Regions from separate parts of the Triticum aestivum genome. Here region 2 is linked to region 1. Evidence: chromatin contacts called from public Hi-C data. All regions are on one chromosome and are shown on one strand. The core of a region is the stretch at or near the end of the contact, and the rest is flanking DNA. Distances in the headings are between cores, read along the strand shown.

Region 1 (2,700 bases), core at 107-2,606:
GAACTCCAAAGGAAGAGAGGCCTGAAGACGACCAAGTTCGCCGGAGGTGGAGATGGCGAGGCGTTGAAGAGGCCGAGGGGCAAGACCAACTCCAAGGTTGACGACATTCGTGATGCCTCATCCATGGCATTGCATGACACTTTGCATGGTATGATGTCGCAAAAGGATATGAGGGACGAGAAGAAGCGGCAAAGCAAGGATGAGCAAATGAAGCAATACCTAGAGCTTCAAACGAAGAAGCTTGAGATGGAGGAGGCGGCCAAGAGAAGGAAGATCGACATGAAGGAGGCGGCCCGGCAGAGGCAGCTCGACATCGAGGAGGCGACCCGGCAAAGGCAGCTCGACATCGAGGCCGACAACATCAAGTCCAGGTAAAGGCAGCTCGACATCGAGGCCACCAATGCCGCCACCAAAGCGAAAGAGGTGGCCCTGGCGATCATGAGCGTGGACTTGTCGAAGATGAGCGAGAAGACGAGGGCCTGGTTCGAGGCCAGGCAGAAGGAGATGCTCGACGCCGACGGCCTGAACTAGGTCGTCCGATCGGCCGTGGCAGTTCTTTTTTGGAGGCTGGCATGGTTGCCGCCCGCCCCGCTGGGTCGCTGGCCGTGTGCCGGCGAGAAAAACATTCATTTTGAAGGCCGGCTGTGTTGCCGGTCGCTGGCTGTGTTGCCGGCGAGGACAACCATACATTTTGGAGGCTGGCTGAGTTGCCGGCCGCTGGCTGATGCCGGCGATGGACGTGTAGGCCGCTGGCTTTGTTGGTGGCGTGCGTGATGAACTGGGGCCGTAGAGCTTGCCATTTGAAACGTTCCTGTTTTTTTTAAATAGATGCCGACATGATGGGGTAAAGGATGCGGCCGCGCGCTAGACGCACGGCCACCGCATTCCAAGACAGGCCCGGACACGACCACATTCCCTGCCTAAACGGACAGAATCCAGACAAAACGGACGTCCGTTTGGGGTCGCGCGGTGAAGTTGGCCTGATGGACCATGATAGGACGCGTGGTGGGTGATAGCATAGTGGAGCCCCCCTGTCTTTGTTTGTTTATTCCATAGGCGCTGCTCACGACTACATTCCGAGGCACATGCCAGCGCCATCTGCTCTCGTCTATCGACCGCGGGGGACGTGGGTATGGTCCAAACCCTGGCCCAAGCTGAAAAAAAGAAGAGTGATTGGCTCAGATTCGACACTGGTCCGCGTCGCCGGACGGAGACAGTTACCGTTAGCGTCCACGCGCCATGCCGCCGGGATAAGGATGAGGTTCATCGGCTCGGTGCCGTGCAGGCTGCTGGCCCATGCCGCGACCGCGATCGATCGGCCAGCCGGCCGCGGATTAGCTCAAGTACGCCGCTGTATTGTTCCGGTGGATCTCATCTCACCCACGCGACGGGGCGATGCGACGAGCTGACCCCGACACGGTCGATGGCACGGTTCCGTGTGAGAAACGAGAAGGATTGAGTTGAAGACACCGGCTAAGTTCTCAACCACAAACACCGGAGAAGTACATGCAGGTGTGCAGGACGCTCTATCTGTGACGCATCCGTCCGAAAACATCTGTCCCAATCAACAGCCCTAATAAATTGTTAAAGCAACGGCGAGCAGACTGACGAGACACACGGAATCATCCGTGCCGTGCATCACGACCGAGCAGGAATGCGACCTGTGTTCTTGATGCAAAAACTAGAGATAATCATTCAGAAAGAAGGGACGAAAACACTCCAAACTTGTGGCCACCGATCATCATCAATCAAACTAGGTTATTATGATCAGTAGTACTACAAGAGTTGTCCATGCCAACATAATTCGTGTGTGGGGGGTGTCCCTCTTTTGCAGTGCAGCACCCCTATCATTGCACTGCTGCTCTATAGCCATGGGTCCTTATCATCAGTATATATGACACCTCACCTCACATAATTGGCGCAAAATATTACTAGTATTAATTATGCATTATGGGAAAACAATTGCCAATTATTGCCTGGTGCATCCACGCATAGGTGAGACGAGACGGTGGGCCGAGAAGCAGGTTCAGTGGTCCAGTGATGCTGCTGACAAACTTTTGGATCCATGCACTGCACTCCAGGGGCCTTGTTTTAGCCTGTATGGAAGTAACATATGGCCATGTGATGTTACTCATCAGCGACCGTTGGGCGTTGGCAATGATCGGTTATCTTTTATCCAAGAAAAGGGTCCGAATACAAATCTTCAGTCTAAAATATTGGTTATCAACTCAGTTCTATAAACTCACAAATTTGTCCGTGCATGACTTGGTGTTTATAATACGAGTGGCCAGCGAGAAGGCGTCATGCACTGTGACCCAATCAAATACTGAAATGTGCACAGCTTGAGTAGCTTCAATAAAAGACTGGCGTCCTTCCTCTGTTAGTTTAACAAGCAGCTCACCAGCCAATTTCCCAAAAAGAAAAGGTGTATCATGCTCATTAACAAGGAAAGTCAATACCCAAATCATTTTACTATTTTATTTAACATTCTCGGCTCCTAGTTCTAATTTGAGGGTTGTTTAAAAATGTGTGGAAAGTGTGCCATGACACCGGCCGAAGCTCCCCATAATGTGGTATGCACACACACTGTTAGATCAGACGTCTCCGTCTTGCCAAAAAACATATAAGCTGCGCATCATATTCTGTCATTTCAACGATAAGTTTACGATGTAGATAAACTTCAGCTGAAAAGGACATGAA
Region 2 (2,700 bases), core at 43-2,542, 200 kb before region 1:
AAGATACGGCACCGGTGTATTTAGACTCGAAGATACAACATACATCTGTGTGTCTAGATACATCCAATGTATATAGACAAGTCTAATTCATGAAATTGTTTACGTGTCTAGATATTGTATCCAGATAAATCTAATTCAAGCAAATATGGACAAAGGTAATAGCTTTTTCAGCACTATCATTAGATTTTGTGGTCACTGTGTTTCTTCTTCATACAATCATTTCCTTCCCCCGACCAACCTAATTCGTGAAATTGTTTGTCTTCACTACTCGCGACCGTCGTTGCTACTACGTCGTCTCGCCACCCAGCCCTGACCAAACCGCCATCGTCGCCAGTACTGTCACAGACCCTGACCACCACTCTAAGACTAGGGGGCACGATATCCATTCTTTGGGGCCGATGCCTCGCCCTAAACTCTTAGCCATCGATGCACGGACCTCCCGTCTCCTATCCTTCATCGACGTCATTCCACATTGTCATCACCTCCATCCCCTCCGACTTCGCTGCCGCCCCACGTTGTCGTTATTTGCTTCCTTACTCGAGAGAGAATCACAGTGTCAAAACCTCCACTGTGATGGGCAGAAAATATCTTTTCTCAGATTGATGCACGGCTTCACCCTAGACTCTAATCGTCGATGCACGAACCTTCCTTCTCCTATTCGTCTCGACGCGATTCTGCGGTGTCACCACCTCCGCCTCGGACCCTCGGAACATTCTAGCCTCCCATGCCGTTGCCAACCTGCGGTGTCACCATTCCCACCTTACACATGGAAGAATCTCAAAGAAATCGCGGAGTTAAAATCTAAGACCGTGATCTTCAAAGATCAAAATTCTCATTCATCCTCAAACATGCACCACCACCTCACAAATGAGAACATTCATCAAACCCAAACACAATCATCTCACTACCACTTCAATCCAGCCCTCTTCAAAGCCCTGACTGTATCATCCTCCCCAACCACTAAAACCCGACGGTCCAAAACTCCTCGCCATTCACTCCGAACAGCAACAGCACACGGTAGCTGTCGTTGTACCGTACGTCCAAACCGTACCATGCATGCAACAATAATTTGTTTTAATACAAATAAAATCTCTGAAAATATAAGAGAATCGGAACCATAATTAATGAGCAGCGCGTCGTGTTAAGAGGAAACTTCCCGGCCGCTGCCACAGCGGCAGCAGTTAAACACCACAACACGCGGGCCCCACCGGTCATACTGACCGTGGGCCCGCGGCTCCTCCCCCGCAGCCCCGCATAAATAGCTCCCCCGGTGGCGCCCCAGATCGTCTTCAACTCCAGAACCAGAGCGCAGCAGAATCCATACCAACCTCAACCCCCGAGAGAACTCTCCGGCCGGAGCACGGGAGCGACCGACCGAGCGATCCCCAATCTCTTTTCCGGCCGCCGATCCAGCCGGGGAAAATTACTACCCCACAGTCACGACCGCACACTGCGACGGCGGCGACAGAGCATACCCCGCCGCCACGATGCCGTCCGCCTCCAGCGCCGTCCCATCCGCCGTGGCGCCGGCAGACGAATCCCAATCCCTCGCCGCCCCGAAGGTCCTGCTCGGGAGGTACGAGCTGGGCGGGCTCCTCGGCCGCGGCGCCTCCGCCAAGGTGTACCGGGCCAGGGACCTCCTCACGGGCAGGGACGTGGCCATCAAGTCCTTCCCCAACCCGCGGTCCGGCGCGCGCGACGGCGAGGGCTCCGCCGGGTCCGCCGCCATTGAGCGGGAGGCGGCCATCCTCGCCCGCCTGCGCCACCGCCACGTGGTGAGATTGCACGAGATACTGGGGACGCGCAAGAAGGTCCACTTCGTCCTCGATCTCGCCGCCGGCGGGGAGCTGTTCTCGCTCGTCGACTCCGACGGCCGCATGACGGAGGACCTCGCGCGGCATTACTTCCGCCAGCTCGTGTCCGCCGTCCGGTACTGCCACTCCCGCGGCGTGTACCACCGCGACATCAAGCCGGAGAACCTCTTGCTCGACGGCGACGGCGACCTCAAGGTCGCCGACTTCGGGCTCGGCGCCGTCGCGGACGAGAGCCTCCACCACACCCTCTGCGGCACCCCGGCCTACGTTGCGCCGGAGATCCTCTCGAAGCAGGGGTACCACCCGGCCAAGGTCGACATCTGGTCCTGCGGCGTGGTGCTCTTCGTCCTCGCCGCCGGCTACCTCCCCTTCAACGACGCCAGCCTCATCAACATGTACCGCAAGATCTACGCCGGCCGGTTCCGGTGCCCGAACTGGTTCTCGCCGGCGCTCCGCCACCTGCTACGCCGCATCCTCGACCCCAACCCGGGCACGCGCATCGACACGGACGGCATCATGGAGCACCCCTGGTTCCGCCACGGCGCGAGCGGCGACGGCGAGCTGGAGAAGCTGATGCGCGGGCACGAGGAGGAGGCGTGGTTCGAGACGGAGTTCAAGGAGGACATGGCGCGGGACATGACCGCGTTCGACATCCTGGCCTTCTCGCCCGGCTCGGACCTCTCCGGGCTGTTCGGCGCCGGGCCGGGCACGGAGCGGGTGTTCGTCGGCGAGCCCGCCGCGGCCGTGCTGGCCCGGGTCGAGGACGCCGGGAAAAAGCAGGGGCACCGCGTGAGGAGGGAAGGAAAGAGCGGCGCCGGGCCGGTGTACCTGGAGGCTGAGGCCGGCGACATTGTCGCCAAGGTGACCGTGTTCCGGATCGCCGACA

What was found. A called contact is a pair of places that touch in the nucleus more often than the background predicts.
Region 2: a Hi-C map of leaf shows a contact between it and region 1, with 2.5 times the contacts expected there. The contact joins the promoter of LOC123043694 here to the enhancer-like site in region 1. A contact is called at or near these places in 2 of 5 Hi-C or Micro-C datasets (both in leaf) and 1 of 1 datasets of contacts at active chromatin or transcription factors (leaf).

Annotation. Positions count from the first base shown.
Region 1 is chr2B:99,888,682-99,891,381 of IWGSC CS RefSeq v2.1, reverse strand. No RefSeq gene overlaps it. Among protein-coding and RNA genes, the nearest start is that of LOC123040631, 120 kb to the right of the region's middle. Within about 2 kb of position 1,356, at least 5 of the 8 cell types and tissues checked have an H3K27ac peak or open chromatin away from gene starts, as enhancers often do. A contact at or near this core is called in leaf, where this site is marked.
Region 2 is chr2B:100,091,676-100,094,375 of IWGSC CS RefSeq v2.1, reverse strand. LOC123043694 (CBL-interacting protein kinase 29) reads left to right here and starts at 1,292. Exons shown (of 1, transcript XM_044466225.1): 1 at 1,292-2,700. The coding sequence starts at 1,488.